2 separate regions of the Mus musculus genome follow, and region 2 is linked to region 1. A link is a contact called in public Hi-C data. All regions are on one chromosome and are shown on one strand. The core of a region is the stretch at or near the end of the contact, and the rest is flanking DNA. Distances in the headings are between cores, read along the strand shown. Region 1 has its middle 8.7 kb from the start of Gm16897. Region 2 has its middle 56 kb from the start of Cr2.

The links. A called contact is a pair of places that touch in the nucleus more often than the background predicts.
Region 2: a contact with region 1 is called in a Hi-C map of B cells, with 2.3 times the contacts expected there. The contact joins two enhancer-like sites. A contact is called at or near these places in 1 of 39 promoter capture datasets (liver) and 7 of 484 Hi-C or Micro-C datasets (B cells, the Ba/F3 cell line, the G1E-ER4 cell line and 3 more).

What each region holds. Positions count from the first base shown.
Region 1 is chr1:194,983,707-194,987,646 of GRCm38.p6, reverse strand. No RefSeq gene overlaps it. Among named protein-coding and RNA genes, the nearest start is that of Gm16897, 8.7 kb to the right of the region's middle. Within about 2 kb of position 1,631, at least 44 of the 459 cell types and tissues checked have an H3K27ac peak or open chromatin away from gene starts, as enhancers often do. A contact at or near this core is called in B cells, where this site is marked.
Region 2 is chr1:195,230,956-195,234,895 of GRCm38.p6, reverse strand. No RefSeq gene overlaps it. Among named protein-coding and RNA genes, the nearest start is that of Cr2, 56 kb to the right of the region's middle. Within about 2 kb of position 2,080, at least 8 of the 459 cell types and tissues checked have an H3K27ac peak or open chromatin away from gene starts, as enhancers often do. A contact at or near this core is called in B cells, where this site is marked.

The DNA.
Region 1 (3,940 bases), core at 382-2,881:
CAAACTATTTACTTGCCAGGATCAACATCCAGAACATATGAGGAACTCAAAACAAATAATCCGATTTTAAAATGGGCAAATTACCTAAACAAACATTTGTTTAAAAAAGACAAACAGGCAGCAAGTATTCAAGAAAATGTTCAATGATCATCAGAAAAATATAAATTCAAAACTATAATAAAATGCCACCTCACCCTAATGAGAATGGATATTTTCAAAAGCATATCATTAATAATAGTAATAATAATAATAATTAGTAGCAGTAGTAGTAGTAGTAGTAGTAGTAGTAGTAGTAGTAACAAATTCCAGGATAGATGTAGAGAAAATACCTTGTCACATCGTTAGTGGAAATGTAAATTAGTACAGCTGCGGTTTAAAAAAAAAATCGTATTTAGGGTCCTTAAAAGTAAAAAAAAAACCCAAAAACTAGAAACATGGCAATGTGCAGACCTGTTATGCATAGCACTCAGGAGGCTAAGACAGGAGGATCACGAGTTCTAGGCTAGTCTTGGCTCCATAGGGACACTCCATCACAAAACAACAAAGCAGAACAAGAAATACCCTGGAAACACAACTACCACATAATCCAACAATCTTAATATGAGAAATATATTTAAAGAAATTAAAGTTGGCATGTCAAAGAGACATTTTAATGCCATATTTACTGTAGCACTAGTCATAATAGCCAAGAGTGAGAATAAACTTCAGTGTCCATCAATAGGGGAATGGAAAAAGAAAATGTGGTATGTGTGTCAGTTTGTGTGGTGTGTATGTGTGTGGTGTGTGTGTGTCTGTATGTGTGTCTGTGTGTGTGTGTGTGTGTGTGGTGTGTGTCTCTGTGTGTGTGTATGTGGTGTGGTGTGTGCATGTGTGTGTGTGTGTATATGTGTGTGTGTGCATTGGAAGATTATTTCACAATAAAAGACTGAAATCCTGTTATTTGAAGCTATATAACCTAAGAGATATTACATTAAGTGTCGGAAGCATTTAAATTAGCAGAAGTAATATGGGCAAGAACTTCTTGGAGAGCCTGTGTTAAGAGATACCTTAATATGAAGACAAAAATACTAGAATGTCTTTTTAATGTTTTTGCTGAAAATAATAAGTCAAACCAAACTATTACCTAATATGTTTATGGGCATGGATACAATGCTTAAATTTATGTGGCAACTGTCACATAATGTGCAAGAGTATACTCATTTGAACTATTCTTATTAATAAACATTCTTAATCATTTATTCAATTTAATTATTCAACAAACAGCTTTTACATGGTAGTTGCTGTCTCTGCTCTGAAACAGAGCAAGGGACAAAACTGACAAAGATCACTGCTCCTGTAACTCCTGTTCCAGTAAACAGAGAGAGAAAAGACACTGATGTAAACTGTCTTAGTCGGTGTTTTACTGTTGTACAGAGACACCATGACCATGGTATAAAGGAAAGGATCTAATTGGGGCTTGCTTATAGTTTCAGAGATTCAGCCCACTCTCATTATGTCAGGAAGCATGGCAGCATGTAGGGAGACATAGGGTTAGAAGTTCTCTCATGGTGCTAAAAGTTCTACATCTAGATCTACAGACAACAGGAAGAGACACTGGGCCTGTCTTGGGCTTTGAAACCCCAGAGCCCCTGCTCAGTGATACACTTCCTCAAACAAGGTCACACCTAATTCAACACTGGGACATTTCCTAATCCCTCCCAAGTACTACAATTTCCTGATGACTACTAAGCATTCAAATACATGAGCCTGTGGGGGCCATTCTTATTCAAACCACCCCAGAAATATTTATTATATTAATGATGATAGAGAAAAATCCCGTGGAAAGGGGTACAGAGAATGCTAGAGAATGCTGAGCTATGAGAAGGCCCCAGAGAAGATAAGACCCATAGGAAAAAAGGAAAAAAAAAAAAAAAACACACAAGCTATGTGGGAAGAAGATTCCAGACAAGAGAACTAGAAATGAAAAGGCCCTAACACGAAGGCGGCCAATGATGATGGCATAAAGTGTAGTGAAACAAGAGCAAAGAGGACAGAGATGCAGCAGCACAGGAAATGGGTCCTACAGTCCTGATGAACACACGGGAGCCACTAGCCTCCACTGGAGATATGCTATGACTCAGCACAAATAGTAAATTAAACAAGAACAATGAAACCCACTTAAAAAATAAAAACACTTTTGGCATACTAGCTTAAATAAAATACATGACCACAATTAATTTTCAACAGCTCTTTTTCCTTTGCCAGAGGTTTTAAAATTACCTGTGTTATTCTCTAGTGTTTCTCACATTGTAACTCTATTTATTCTACAGTAATGATATAAGCTACACCATCCTGGGGGTCTCATTGAGGACCACAGTATTTATTGAATGAGATGAAAAGCTACCACTTGGGGTTGAGTACATCAGGATATAGTAAGACTTCTTTTTCATTGGAAGATTCTGGCTGCTGTGAGGACTCTAGCCTATGAGGGACAGAGAAGCAGAGATGACAGCAATTTGGCCAGGGTGCTGGCAGGAAAAGCAGTTCTGACAGGTCAGATTTGGGAGGTACTTTACAGATGGAATCAGGATTAGCACACGAGTGGGATAAAGACCACAAGAATGAGGAAAGTGATATACAACATCTAGTATTCTAATAAACACCGAAAAGGTTAGCATTCCCATTATTGTGATGGGAAAACTGAGTAAAAAAGTCAGTTTAGACTGGGATATGTTCAATGGTAAACGTATTAATATCAATACTGAGATGTTAAACCAGCAGACTCATATATGGGTCTACAACTCACGAGGAAGCCTGTATTAGAGACAAAAATTGGGAAGTATCACTACCCAAGGTTTTACTTCTTACTAGGGAAAAGTTATAACATAAATAAAATTACAGTGAAAGTAATAAAATAAAACTCATCAAGCAAATTCAGGAAAAAAAAATGCATGGTCATTGCTATTTCCCATCTGTGACTACTCTGAAATGAACTGGAGATTTAATTTGTAAGTAAGGCATTTAAAGATATGATGTGGAAAAGTGAGGATGGAAAAGATAAAGAGGAAGAATCCCAGGGAGAGAAAACTGAAAATGTGTTGCCAGTGAAGGCAATAAGAGACCAGAAACAGATGCCCTAGAAATAAGATGAAAATAGCCTCCAGGTAAAGGACAGGACCAACTATGTCCAACACTGCTAAGGAGCCACCCAATGAGGTGTGATCAAAGCCAGAGTGACCACTGGGAGAAGTGTCAGGAGTGGTGGGATTCCAGGTGGACATGAAAACATGAGCATGAATGAGGAAGCCTGAAAGGCAAAATCTGGGGCTTCTTTAAAATAACAAAACAGCAGCCAATGTAAATGTTTCAAAAGGAGAAACACCAGTGACGTGAACAGATCAGGGCTGGGTATCATCATGAACCCATGTGTGAGAGGGAAGGGTGCTCAGCAGGCAGGGACTGTCTATGACAGAACTGTGAATAGCAAACAGAGGAAGAGAAAAAGTATCACACATCGTAGCCACTGACAACTTTCAATGTTGTATTTACTATGTATTAATAATACCAAAATGCTGTATACAACACAGGAAGATACTCAAGAGTTTAACTGATATACAAAATATTGTTTAATTAAAAAATCAAATTCTAGCTGGGCAGTGGTGGTGCACGCCTTTAATCCCAGCACTTGGGAGGCAGAGGCAGGCGGATTTCTGAGTTCGAGGCCAGTCTGGTCTACAAAGTGAGTTCCAGGACAGCCAGGGCTACACAGAGAAATCCTGTCTCGAAAAACCAAAAAAAAAAAAAAAAAAAAAAAATCAAATTCTTAACCATGACTAGAGTTATGAATCATGCTAAATTTAAAATATTATATCCTAAGTATATAATAGAGAACATATAAATGCTAAAAGTATATTGTTTTTTTTTACATCTGAGAACATAGTTTTACTAAAAAGTACTAAAA
Region 2 (3,940 bases), core at 831-3,330, 250 kb before region 1:
CAAAACGTAAAAATAAAAAGTAAAAACAATACAGATAGTAGGCTCAGAAGATGAGAAAGCATCTCATTTTAACTTCATTTGTTATTTTCACTTCATGATGCTTCAGATGTCAAAGAGGAAGTTTCTTTCTTGAAGATACAGATGTAAAATCACCTAACATGGCATTGGCTCTGTTAGTTGAGCCAAGTGCCTCTCTTTTACCACATACAAGATTAATAGATCCCCCTAAAATTGCCTTCAGCCCTTCTAGAGGAACCTAAGACCCCTGATAAAGTATTTTGTACAAAAGAGCCCGCTTGCATTTTTCCTATTTCCATTACAGTAGGGGGTTTCACAGCCAAGAAAATGAGGACCAGAGTGGAAAGATGGAGGCAGTGGCTGTTCAGACTCAGGAGCTCCTGCTCAAGCTGCAACAGAGCACCAGGTCTCCAATGCACACCAGACTCACCCTATTTGCTGGCAGGAAACCTGGCTCTGCCACCGGCTGCCTTGCTTGGGACCTGCACTGGACACAAGAGGAGCAGCTATGCCTTGGGCTCAGTGGGTAGGGCAAAAAGTGCTTTTAGAGGTAGCAGGCACAAAGTCAGACAAGTTCATAATGGCAAAAAGTCTAGAGTGCTTTCCTCCTTCAAGTATGGTATGCCCAGACCATTTTCTTTCACTTTGTGCCTTAATTCAGATCTCTTCTTTTTCTCGTTATTCTTTTTAGTTCATTCATTCGTTTCTTTCTCTTCCTTCCTTCCTTCCTTCCTTCCTTCCTTCCTTCCTTCCTTCCTTCCTTCCTTCCTTCCTTCCTTCCTTCTTTCCTTCCTTCCTTCCTCCCTCCCTCCCTTTCTCTCTCTCTTTCTTTCTCTCTCTTTCTCTTTTTCTTTCTTTCTTTCTACTAAGCTAAAGGACCAGCAATTTGATATTTTTTAACCTAATATTTTTGTGGTCTCTGTCTTGCATACTTACATACACACACAAACACACAAAAATCTTAAGTCTTTAATAGAATACACTTTAATAAGATACATTAGCCTAGCCCAACCTGTGAGCTGGGGACTGGGGTTTTTGGAGGCAATTGAACATTGGGGGTACCTCATCTCCAAGTCTCGATGCTTATGCCTCCAACTGCAAATGCTTATTGATTTTCAAAGTTTTCTTTGTCAGTGTATATGCGGGTGTCTGTGCACATATGTGCCACAATTTTCAGTTCTTAGTTTCCACCATGGGTCCCAGGGATTGAATTCAGGTAATCATACTATACAGCAAGTTCTTTTATCTGTGGAGTACCTTGCTTCTATTGCATGCATGCATGCAGGCATGCATGCGTGTGTGTGTGTGTGTGTGTGTGTGTGTGTGTGTGTGTGTGTGTGTAGTGTGTAATTTTCACATAAGTATGTGCTGTATATCTCTACTTCCTTACTATTTTACTTCCTTTCCTCTGTGCTTATCCTTGTCTATCATTTATTTTTGCCTCAGGACAGTTTTACTTTGTTCTTGCCATAGAGACATTCATGTGTTCACACTTTTGTACAAAATATAGAAACAAATACAGTGGGTGAAACAAAAATAAATTTTAAAAATAAAAATGTGTTATTTTTGTTCAGTATTCAGCAACATGCTTTTGTTCGATTTTTTTTCTAAAATTCATGTATAACAATTAATGGTCATTCAGCTTGAAAATTTTCCTTAATGATGATAATAGCGTTTTTCATTGATATTCTGGGGGTTTTCATAAATGTTATCATACTATCTGCAGATAAAATGATTTACCTCTGCCCTTTTTATTCTTATACATTTATATTAGTAAGTATCAACCAAAGCCTTCCATACAGTATTGTATGATAGCATAGAGCACAATGTCAACTTGTAATTCATACTAGTGACAGGACTAAAAGTGTCACATTTCTCCATCCTGACCACAGTTCTGTGCTGTCTATAAGGGTGGTCTCCACTTAGTAGGACTCAGTGGTACCACTCAGTAAATAGGGAAACAGAAGGGTGTTGTTTATGTGACCTTTTCTGGACAAACATCATCAGGTGCTTGTCTGAAGAAATGTGGATATGGATATAAGGTGTGGGGTGCCACCTTGTGGAAGAAAGTATTTAGTGCACTTGAGCTGTATCTTCTCCCATAGTTGTCTTGTCTGGCTCCAAGTCCCAAAGCTGGAGGAAACCTGAGTCACTCACACCACAAGCACTTAGTCTATAAGCCAAGTCAGATGTCTTGAATCTCTAAGCTAATCCCATATGCACTAATAGGAACTCAGTTGTGGTTATAGGACACCAAGAGGAATCTGCCTGTCATGGTGGTGGCCCACTATTAGTCCAAGAACTCAAGCAGGAGGGCAGAGGCAGGTAAATATCGGGGAGCAGAACATTCTACTCTATAAAAATATTTCCAGAATAAATACAAACAGAAAAAAACCTTCTGTTCCAAACTCTGATTTTCAGTAATTGATACTCAATATGAACGTGTCATTATAGATGTGTGTCCCTTCTGGGTGCAGATTGTAAGATAAACTTTATTATGCCAGGAGAATATTCATGAGAAAATAAACTAGAGCAGCCAGGCAGATAAGAACAGAAGTAATGGGGTTAGAGAGATGGTTCAGTGGTTAAGAGCGCTGGCTATTTTTCCCCAGACCCTAAGTTCAATTCCAAGAAGCCACAAGAATTCCATTATAGGTGTCTTACAACCATCTATAGTGAGTTCTAATGCCCTCTTCTGTCATGCAGGGGTAGATGCAGATAGACCACTCATATACATAGAATAAAAAAGAAAAATCTTCGATAGAAAAAAAGAAAAAATATTAAAACAATAATATTAGAATGTAAGACTAATTTTTACAGACAATATTTTGAAAGCCAAAGTAGCTGACTATGCTACTTTAAAAAAGCCTGGTGAGACGGCCCAGAGGATAAAGTTATTTGTTAATAAACCTGCATACCTGAGTTCAGCCCCTGGGCTCCACATGGTGGAAGAAAAGAACCAACTCCTGCAAGTTATTGTCTTATGTCAAGGCATATACATCTCTACCATCTCCAGTTAGTAAACAAACAAAAAGATCTGAGAAAAGAGGTGGAACTAAGCAGTCACAGTGAGAGCTGCTTTGCTTTTTAGGTCAATGCTATCAACAGATGCCATCAATTTTACCCTTCAATGATGTTTGGAGAACAGGAAGAATTCAATGGACATAAATCCCGTTTCCTGCTGAATTGCTTCAAGTTTTTCTCAATTTAGGATGATGATGTCTGTAAGATGCCACTTCCCCGCCCCCTGCCTCTCTCTATTACTCTCTGTCCTGAAACTCACTCTGTAGACCAGACTGGACTGACACTCAAAGATCCTACCTACCAATTGCACAAATTTTGATTTGTTTTGTTTTGGCAGGGTGGTTGAAGAGAAAGGCTGATGTCTGTGAATTTGAGGCTATTGAGCCAAAACAAAACAAAAAATATTCTGGCTTTCATTTTATAGAGACATGTTCCCTATAGTCATATTGTCTGTAGAACTTTGATCATGAAGGCATGCTGGATTGTATCAGAAAAGTTTTCTGTGTTTTGTACTGCAGGGTTTTTTGGTTTTTGTTTGTTTGTTTGTTTGTTTTTTTAACTTTCCTTTTCTTTCTTAAGATAGACAACTAGAGCTATAAATTTCACCAGGGTACATACATTGGGATGCTATTGAGAGACCAGACTAATTCTGTCTTGAGTTCAGGCTCCATCTTAGAGAACCTGACCTATGTTGAACTCCAGTTAACCAACAAGCCTGCCCAAGTTGATTATATATTCTGTTAGGTTCTGTGCCCTGGGAAACCAGTCATGATAGAAATCAGTAGAGCTGCTTTGTATAGTTACAATAAGTTTGGACCTGAGCCAACCATCCAGCAGCACTTCTTGCACCTGTGTATAACCTTTTATGGTTTTTGCTTTTAAAACCTGCTCCTGGGAT